3 separate regions of the Sus scrofa genome follow, and all the other regions are linked to region 2. Evidence: chromatin contacts called from public HiChIP or PLAC-seq data. All regions are on one chromosome and are shown on one strand. The core of a region is the stretch at or near the end of the contact, and the rest is flanking DNA. Distances in the headings are between cores, read along the strand shown. Region 1 overlaps OXNAD1 (oxidoreductase NAD-binding domain-containing protein 1). Region 2 overlaps RFTN1 (raftlin). Region 3 overlaps OXNAD1 (oxidoreductase NAD-binding domain-containing protein 1).

Evidence for each region. HiChIP or PLAC-seq counts read pairs in DNA pulled down with a chosen protein or histone mark.
Region 1: a contact with region 2 is called in an H3K27ac HiChIP or PLAC-seq map of alveolar macrophages. The contact joins two enhancer-like sites. A contact is called at or near these places in 4 of 47 Hi-C or Micro-C datasets (alveolar macrophages, epiblast stem cells, fetal skeletal muscle and 1 more) and 2 of 2 datasets of contacts at active chromatin or transcription factors (alveolar macrophages and skeletal muscle).
Region 3: a contact with region 2 is called in an H3K27ac HiChIP or PLAC-seq map of alveolar macrophages. The contact joins two enhancer-like sites. A contact is called at or near these places in 5 of 47 Hi-C or Micro-C datasets (alveolar macrophages, embryonic fibroblasts, epiblast stem cells and 2 more) and 2 of 2 datasets of contacts at active chromatin or transcription factors (alveolar macrophages and skeletal muscle).

The regions. Positions count from the first base shown.
Region 1 is chr13:3,416,687-3,419,436 of Sscrofa11.1, forward strand. OXNAD1 (oxidoreductase NAD-binding domain-containing protein 1) reads left to right here. Exons shown (of 8, transcript XM_001925300.5): 4 at 755-861. Among named protein-coding and RNA genes, the nearest start is that of OXNAD1, 22 kb to the left of the region's middle. Within about 2 kb of position 1,440, at least 21 of the 83 cell types and tissues checked have an H3K27ac peak or open chromatin away from gene starts, as enhancers often do. A contact at or near this core is called in alveolar macrophages, where this site is marked.
Region 2 is chr13:3,522,411-3,525,110 of Sscrofa11.1, forward strand. It overlaps RFTN1 (raftlin), which reads right to left. Exons shown (of 10, transcript XM_021071357.1): 5 at 1,806-2,157. Among named protein-coding and RNA genes, the nearest start is that of TRNAE-UUC, 47 kb to the right of the region's middle. Within about 2 kb of position 1,436, at least 34 of the 83 cell types and tissues checked have an H3K27ac peak or open chromatin away from gene starts, as enhancers often do. A contact at or near this core is called in alveolar macrophages, where this site is marked.
Region 3 is chr13:3,435,044-3,437,743 of Sscrofa11.1, forward strand. OXNAD1 (oxidoreductase NAD-binding domain-containing protein 1) reads left to right here. Exons shown (of 8, transcript XM_001925300.5): 7 at 698-806; 8 at 1,477-2,031. The coding sequence ends at 1,631. Among named protein-coding and RNA genes, the nearest start is that of OXNAD1, 41 kb to the left of the region's middle. Within about 2 kb of position 1,303, at least 22 of the 83 cell types and tissues checked have an H3K27ac peak or open chromatin away from gene starts, as enhancers often do. A contact at or near this core is called in alveolar macrophages, where this site is marked.

The DNA.
Region 1 (2,750 bases), core at 190-2,689, 110 kb before region 2:
TTCTCCAACTATCTATAGCAATGGGCAGTTTTTGTTGTTTTTTCAAGCTTGTGGACTGTTTATATCTTGTAGAATATAATAAAAAGTGAATTAGAAAAAATAAATGGTAGTTCCCTGGTGGCCTAGTGGTTAAGGATCTGGTGTTGTCACTGCTGTGGCTCAGGTCATTGCTGTGGGGTGTATTTTATCCTGGCCCAGGAACTTTGCATGCTACAGGCATGGCCAAAATGAGTGGATGAATGAAAAGAAACAAAGGCACAAGGAGTACAAACCCAGTTTGTGGTCTATCATTAGAGTCAACAGGCATACAAGTTACACTGTGAAATTGCTAAAAAAAAAAAAAAAAAAAGTTAATTTCTGAATTCAGCTTGTCAAAGACTTGTGGCAAAGCTCAGAACATACATCAGCTTTTCTTATTTGCGTGCACAGCATTGACAGAGCAGGTGGGCTCCAGGCAGGGACTTTACAGGTCTCTGGGGCCCTGGTTCTTCCCAGAGGGCCCAGCCCAGGACATGGAAATGTTTTATGCAGAATAAAATTCAGTCAGTGGGCTAGCAAGTCTCCCCTAAATGAAATTTGTTCACCTGGTGGAAGGCAGAATTCTAAAGCAAAGTGTGCTTTACCTTGTTTTGCAATTATCAAAAACCACATCTTTGTAGATTTCAAAAGAAAAAAAAAAACCTTAGTTATAAGAAAGCCACAGTTTGTTCCTGAGTTGTGTGTACCTAACCTCAGCCACCGTCTTTGGCTCTAGGTGGTGTCAGTGGCTAAGGTGTGTGGAGTGGCCCATGAGTCCCCATCTGTGAAGAGGCTCCGCTTGCTTGTTGCTGATAAAGATTTTTCTTTTAAAGCCGGCCAATGGTAAGTAGCTTTTCTGTCTCCTAAGTGTTGTGTGTGTTCTGGGTGCTGCCAGATATAAGAACTTTATTTTTCCTTCTGGAAAGGACTTCTGTGGCCACTGTTTCTCCTGAGGCATAGGGATTCTTAGAGCGTCTCCATTCAGGCTGTGCTTTTTTTTGTCACAGAGAGTCTGATTCCTTTTCTTGTCCCAGAGCTCACCTTGGTTTTGAGCCCATGACCCTCTTAGACATAAGAAGAAAATTGCTGCCTTGAGTTTTCCAGATTGAAACAAAGCAGCTAGTTGTGGCCAAGGACCCTGATGAAGCCCAACAACTCTGGTGATTCAGGAGTGGATAGTGGATAATAGAATGCACTGCAGTAATCTAATCTGAAATACAGAGTAAACACAGCAGGCTGAAACTGGTTCTTCTAACCAGTTCTGTCACAGAGCTGCTTGCCCTCTGGCCCGAATTCCTGCCTCCCTCATACTGTATTTTGTGGAGTTGAAATATTTTGCTGAATTTATTATCAGGGTCCCCCCATCTGGCCCAGCCCACATCACACTCAGGACTCTGAGGACTAGTCAGTATGCTGCCAGGGTGACAGCCCAGCTGTCCCACTGTTCCTGAGAATGGCCTCCCTGAGCTGCAATTCAAGTTGAATTGTAAATAAAGTGACTTGTATTTCCTTAGGAAAGGTGTGTTTGGGTGTCTGTTTCCTTGATTTAAATAAAGCATTCATTTCTAAATGAATTTCTGGCATGTCAGTCTTGGTAGTCTTTCTTAGGAGTCACTTGACTAATTTTGGCAGTCCATCTGGAAATGTGGTTTTGTTAGAAGGAGGATGTGTGATAATAGCAAGTGTGATAATAGCAAGAGTTAGCAGTCTTGTGTTAATAGTTTGCCTTTGAATTTAGAACTAGAAAACAAGATGCTGATTGCAATAATTTGCGTTCATGAAGCAATTTACTGCAATCTTTGCACATGTTCGGTGATACATATTAAGTGCATTTGGGCTGGTTTGGGGGGGTGGGCAACGTTTTTTACCCTTCGAAACTAGTTTAGCTGTTATTACACTGAAAAGTGCAAACTTTAATTGTAATGATCTTTCTTTCCACATTTCCCTTCTGGGAAAGTGTTTGTGTCCTGTGCACACCCTTAGCTCCGTGCCTTCAGTTTAGGATTGTGCCAAGACTCTGACCCCAGTGTCCTGATTAGAAAAACCCTGTGCCTTGGTTATGTTGCTGCTTCCCTGGTGTGCGTGCAATTGTACTAGCACTAGCAAAAACTGTGAAGAAAAATGTCATCATTCCCTAGTGATACACATAGAAATAGGGTCCCGTTGTGATCCTCAAGATAAAATCACTCGGGGTTGGTGTTACATACCCCGTATCAGTGAATAGATTTGGTGACTTCCCTGATGTTGGGGCTGGTTTTAGTACATGCCTGACATGGGGGCGGATCACCTCTGGCTGGTCAGTATTGACCATTTCCCTGCCAGGTGTCCTTAGCACTCACTCCTGGCGCCTGGACTGTCCTCTTTAAAAGATTATTCCCTCACCACTGACTCACTCTACGACTCTGGAAGCTGTGAGCCCTTTGGATGTGTGACTTTGTGGTTACAGAATGGCCCTTTGCTGAGGTGTGGCATTGCTCCTTCAGCGTTGTTGCTGGGATGGCTTATGTGCCAGGCTCTCCTAGATCGTCTGATATACAGTCACCTCCGCTTGGCACTTGGGGGACGAGGCAAGGATTAGGGAAAGAGGGAGTGTGTGATTGTGGCTGATGCAGCTTGTGTGCTTGGGATGGTCAGAGTAGAGTGCTGCGTGGGGTAGGGAGAGGATTGCCACTGGGCTCTTGGGATAGGGGTTGGGCCATGACGATACACTCCTGAGCTCTTTCCCCCGACAC
Region 2 (2,700 bases), core at 186-2,685:
CAGCCTAAATGTCCATTGACAGATGAATGCATAAAGATGTGGTTACAAATGCACAATGGAATACTACTCATCCATAAGAAAGAATGGAATAATGCCATTTGCAGCATCATGCATGGACCTAGAGACTATCAGTAAGTCAGTCAGAGAAGACAAATATCATATATTACTTACATACAGAATCTAAAAATTGATACAGATGAAATTATTTACAAAACAGAAAGAGACTCACAGATATAGAAAACAAATTTAGTTACCCAAGGGGAAAGAGAGGTGGGGGAGGGATAAACTAAAGAATTTGGGATTAACAGATATACTACTAATATATAAAATAGATAGCCAACAAGGACCTACTATATAGCACAGGGGACTATATAATATATTTATGTATTTTTTTAAATTTTATTTCCCCAATACATTATTTTTTTTCTACTGTACAGCATGATGACCCAGTTACACATATATTTATACATTCTTTTTTCTCACATTATTATTATTATTATTTGCCCTGGCATGTGAAAGTTCCCTGGCCTTGGATCAAAACTGTGTCACAGCAACAACCTGAGCCACTGCAGTGACAATGCCAGATCCTTAACCCACTGTACCACAAAGGAGCTCTTCTCAATATTTTGTAATAACTTAGAAGGGAAAAGAATCTGAAAAGGAACAGATATATATGTATATGTATAACTGTGAGTCGTGTGCTGTATATCTGAAACTAACATGATACCATAAAGCAACTATATTTCAATAAAAAATTTTTACAGTACAGTTTTACAGTTAAAAAAAAAGAATTAGTACATAAATAGTAATATTAACCAGGGAGATAAACCCAGAAAGGTCCAAAGAGAAAGGCCTCCTAAGATCTGGGGCCTCCTCCTATGAGTCTTGTCACTTATCACCTTCCAAAAGCTAGAAGAGGCTGCCATGCAGCTCATACCAGGGCCTGGCTCCCAGAACATGGCTGGACACTACATTTCCTGGAGAAGGAAGATGAAAGGGCATCACAGGGAAATACAAGAGAAACTTTGTCCCCTCAGTCAACCCTGTTCCTCTATTTGAGTCTTACACAGGGAAGACCAGGCAGAGAGCCTGCATGGGCCTCAGTTTACTGGGCTGTAAAATGGGCAATGTCACAAGAGTTCAACCACATCCTAGGAAGAATGAAGAGACAGTCCTATGAAAGCTTGCTGGCACAGGGCCTGGTCCACAGGAAATATTAATAAACATTGGCTGTTATCATTCTTGTGCTGATATTTGAAATCCCCTCCCTAAAGGGCATGCTCCAACGGCCGTGACAATGTGGCTAAGAGGCATCACTTAGTGGTGGCCTCTCTTTGGCAGAGTCCTCGTCACGGTGCTGATCTGTCAACTACACACACTCCCTGAAATCTAGTTGTTTACGGCTGAGCGAGCTGCACGCCCCCCTTCCTGCACAACTTGTCCTCAGCTGGCTTCTTGATTTCCTTCTTTAGGCAGATATTCAAAACAAGCAGAACAAAAGTGGAAGGCCGTTTCTGCATTGGCGCCCAGCATGTTCACACTTCCTGTGTTCACATGGGTCACTCAGGGGCAGCGCAAGGGCCCCGGGGGATAAAAGACCTCGCTAGCGCTCTAGAAGCTCTAGAATCTCCTTTACACGTGACCTTTTGGAGCAATGACAAGTCCCTGCCGTGACGTTCTGCCCCCTGGAAGGCACAGCTTCAGGAAGGAAACTGCGTGACAGTTTCTCCTGTTTGAAGGAGGGTTACTGAAAAGCTAGCAACCCCTCCTTAAGTGGGTCAGAGCTCTGGCGTTGACATACTCACTTCCCGAGCGTGGCTCTCCACGCTCTTCTGACAGGTTGCCGGCTGGTCCATCCTGCGTCCTGCTCATGGAGAGTCCTTGCGATGGAGAGTCCACGCCATCCTGCTCTCCCAAGGGCGGGCTGGGTGGCTGGGAAGCAGGTGCCGCCCCTCTCGGACCTTGACCAGGCTCTGGGCTTCCGTCCATCCCCTCGGGTGCATCTGTAGCCCCCAGGTTCTCATGCCCACACCTGCCAGGCTCCATCGTCACTTCCTGGGCTTCCGTCTGGGGACTGCCGCCTGCTGAGTCCCCAGAACAGCGGTACTGAGGGATGACCCCCACGAATTTCAGGCCCTGACTCGCAGCTTCCTGGATCTGTGAGGGAGACAGAATGATGAGAACGGGGTAAACAGGACATTCTTTCAAAGCGGGGGACACCCAACAACCAAAACAGCTTAAACAGCTCACCCTGTAGGATGTTTCTGTTTGAACTCAAAGTCTCTCAGGCTGGCAGAGGCTCCCTGTCCTCAAGGTAGCACCCACCCCCCAACCCTGGCCCTACTGGGGATGGAGGGCGTGGTTTTTTGGTTTTTTTTTTTTAAGCATGGAAAAACAAAGCACTTGGCCATGAAGGGCTGGGGTGGACTCTATTTGAAATACTATGGTAGCCCTGATTAGTCATTTTTTTCTTAGAAGCTGAAAAAAGGTTCTAAAAGGAGCTGGAACAAAGAGAGATTGAAAAAGGAGGTTCAGGCGTTCCCGATGTGGTCAGCACATAGCACAGCAGAAACGAATCCTACTAGTATCCATGAGCATGTGGGTTCCATCCCTGGCCTCGCTCAGTGGGTTAAGGATCCAATGTTGCCGCGAGCTGTGGGGTAGGTCGCAGACACAGCTCGGATCCCCCATTGCTGTGGC
Region 3 (2,700 bases), core at 53-2,552, 88 kb before region 2:
CCCAGGGAATTTTCTTCTCCGTCTCTCTTCTCTGCAGCAATTCACAACCAAAGGCTTGAAAGGCTGGATCATGTTCATATGAGAATTAAACAGCACATCTTGCCCAAGACAATTAAAAAAGCTAGTGCTGAGGAGGTTCTTGGGGAAGTATCAGGAGGGCCAGGGCTGGCTGGCTCGGATCTGGAGGTGGACGAGCAGAAAAGCCACTGTGGCCCCGGGGTTCCCCAGAGAGTCAGGAGGCCTACGAATGGGTTTGATGGTGCAGGAGTAGATTGCACCCAGCTGGCTACGTGAAACCCTTATCAGTTGCATCTGTGGAAACTCTAGTCCCTTTGATGGGAGAAGGCTTTCACTCTTTGCAGCTGCAAAGATGAACAAAAGAACAGAAACAGTTAAAAGACACAACTGTGGTCAGTGAAACTGCTGCTTAATTGCCCACACTTGGGAGAAAGGAAAAAGAAAAAACTCCCGGAGAGTTAGTAATATGCTTGTTAGCATATTCAGATTTCAATTAAAGCCGCAGAGCCCTCCGTACTCGCAATGCTCCAGCCTGCTCGGCTGCAAACAATATCTCTAAGTGGAGAGCCGGGGCAGTAGACGTGTGCAGAATGGCAGGGGAGGCTCCGCGTCCGAGGGGGTGCACATCTGTTTTGATTTTTTAAAATTGTAGTGTGACCAAATATGTTTGACATTCCAGAAAAATATCCTCGATTTAGTAAATGAATTTCCTGAGAAGATTGCCTGCAGTTTGCATGTTACAAAGCAGACTACACAAATCAGTGCAGACCTCAAGCCATACATCACGGGTGAGTCCCCTGAAGATATTTTGACTACCTCCATGCCATTATTTTGTGGCTGTGCCAGTTGGTTGAGTAGATGCTTCATTGTTGGAAGTCACTGGCTGGGAATATCACTACCTGGGGAATTGAGAAGTGATTCATCAGGGAAAAATACGGGGAGATTAGTTGGATTTACTTATTACATATAGAGCTCCTATGGCCCATATTAAAAATTTATTCTCCATGTTTTTTAAGGGACCTTTGCATCATCACTGTAGTATGCATACAAAGACCGTATAGTCAGCTTTGATTGCATCAGTGCCATTTGCCATTAATAGTCATTTAGATTTCTCATGGTTTCCCTTTTTTGGAAGGGTTTCTCACAAAGCAGTTTATTTACTTTGTTGAAGGCAGTTTTGAATCTCTCCCAAAGATCAGCACACTCCCTGGTGCTGTCTGGATAGTGCATCATGCTCGGCTGCCCACAGCGCTGCTGTGAATTCAGGAAACCTGGAGACACGCTTCTGCTTCGGTCTGGCCTGGACACCAACAAGAGCCAGTTCGTGGATGACTCAGGACGCAACCCCCTGAGCTTAGTTATTGAAAATAAACACTGTTGCCAAGTTGTGGTTAGCCTTTCCTCTTTTTAATACAAACATGGCTGGCTTAATCTAGTGTCTGTTCTGTTTTTTGGTAGAAGGAAGACTAACGGAGAAGGAGATAAGAGATCATATTTCGAAAGAGACCTTGTTCTACCTTTGTGGCCCACCTCCGATGACAGACTTCTTCTCCAAGGAACTGGCGAGGAGCCACATTCCCAGAGAGCACATTTGCTTTGAGAAGTGGTGGTAGGGGGCAGGCAGAGGTGGAAAAGGGTGAATCAGGAGGGCCTCTAGGATAGTGACAGGCAGCATGCTCTGTGATTTGTGGCAGGATGAATTTACCTCTATCCAGTCTTATATTTTAAGGCTGTGAACTCAGTGACCAGTTGGAGAAGACAAGAAAAGCAGCTGACATACTTAAAGGCCTTTTGCCGAAAAGTTTATTGATGAAACTTTTTTTTACTACGTTGACTTTTATGAATGACTGATTAACTCATGTTGTACCTGGAATTGACCAATACAGGTTTCCTTTCCCCTTAAGGAAAAAAACATGAAAATATGGTTTGTGTGTGAAATGTAGGCTATATTTAAATTATTTTACAGCAGCTTCTCTATCTCATGTTGAATAAACTTAAACATATTCTTGATCATTTCACCTTGAAATTTTTTTTAATTTAAAAAAGTGTTTTTAATGATTTTAATTTTTTCCATTATAGCTGGCTTACACTGTTCTGTCAATTTTCTATAGCACGGCAAAGAGTCTTCACTTTAAAATTCTTTATATTCTTAGCATTAGTGTGGCCTATAGCCTTGCTTCTTCAGACCATTAAAGTTGGGTTTGGAAATAGGAAATTATTAGGAAACTGCTTTAGGGAATTGACTATCCAGCATATTTGCTTCATGTGAATGGATATCCTAAGTATATATACTAATTGTTCATTTCTTCTCAAAGGAAGCCTTTTCTGGGGTTTGTGTCTCGGCTGCCTATTTCAAAGCTGCATGTAGGAAGCAGCTTCTCATTTGGGATAAAGTCTAGGGTGACTTCTGTGTTCCCTGTGGAATCTGCCTTCAGTGGTGGGCTGGTTAGCTGTAGAACTGTGCTTAGGAATGATTAAGGGGTACAGAGCCATTTCCAAATCCTGCTTCTTTGCCTTTTATTTCGTTCTTCTTCCAGGTTGTTCCTGCCACAGCAGCTTCTCACATACCTGTTGAGTAACTGAAAGAAACTTCACACTTTACCGCTTGCTAAGCCTGGGGTCCAGGAAGCAGTCGCCAGGATAAGTGGAGAGAGTGGTGGAACACTGTCCTCAAGTCTGCTC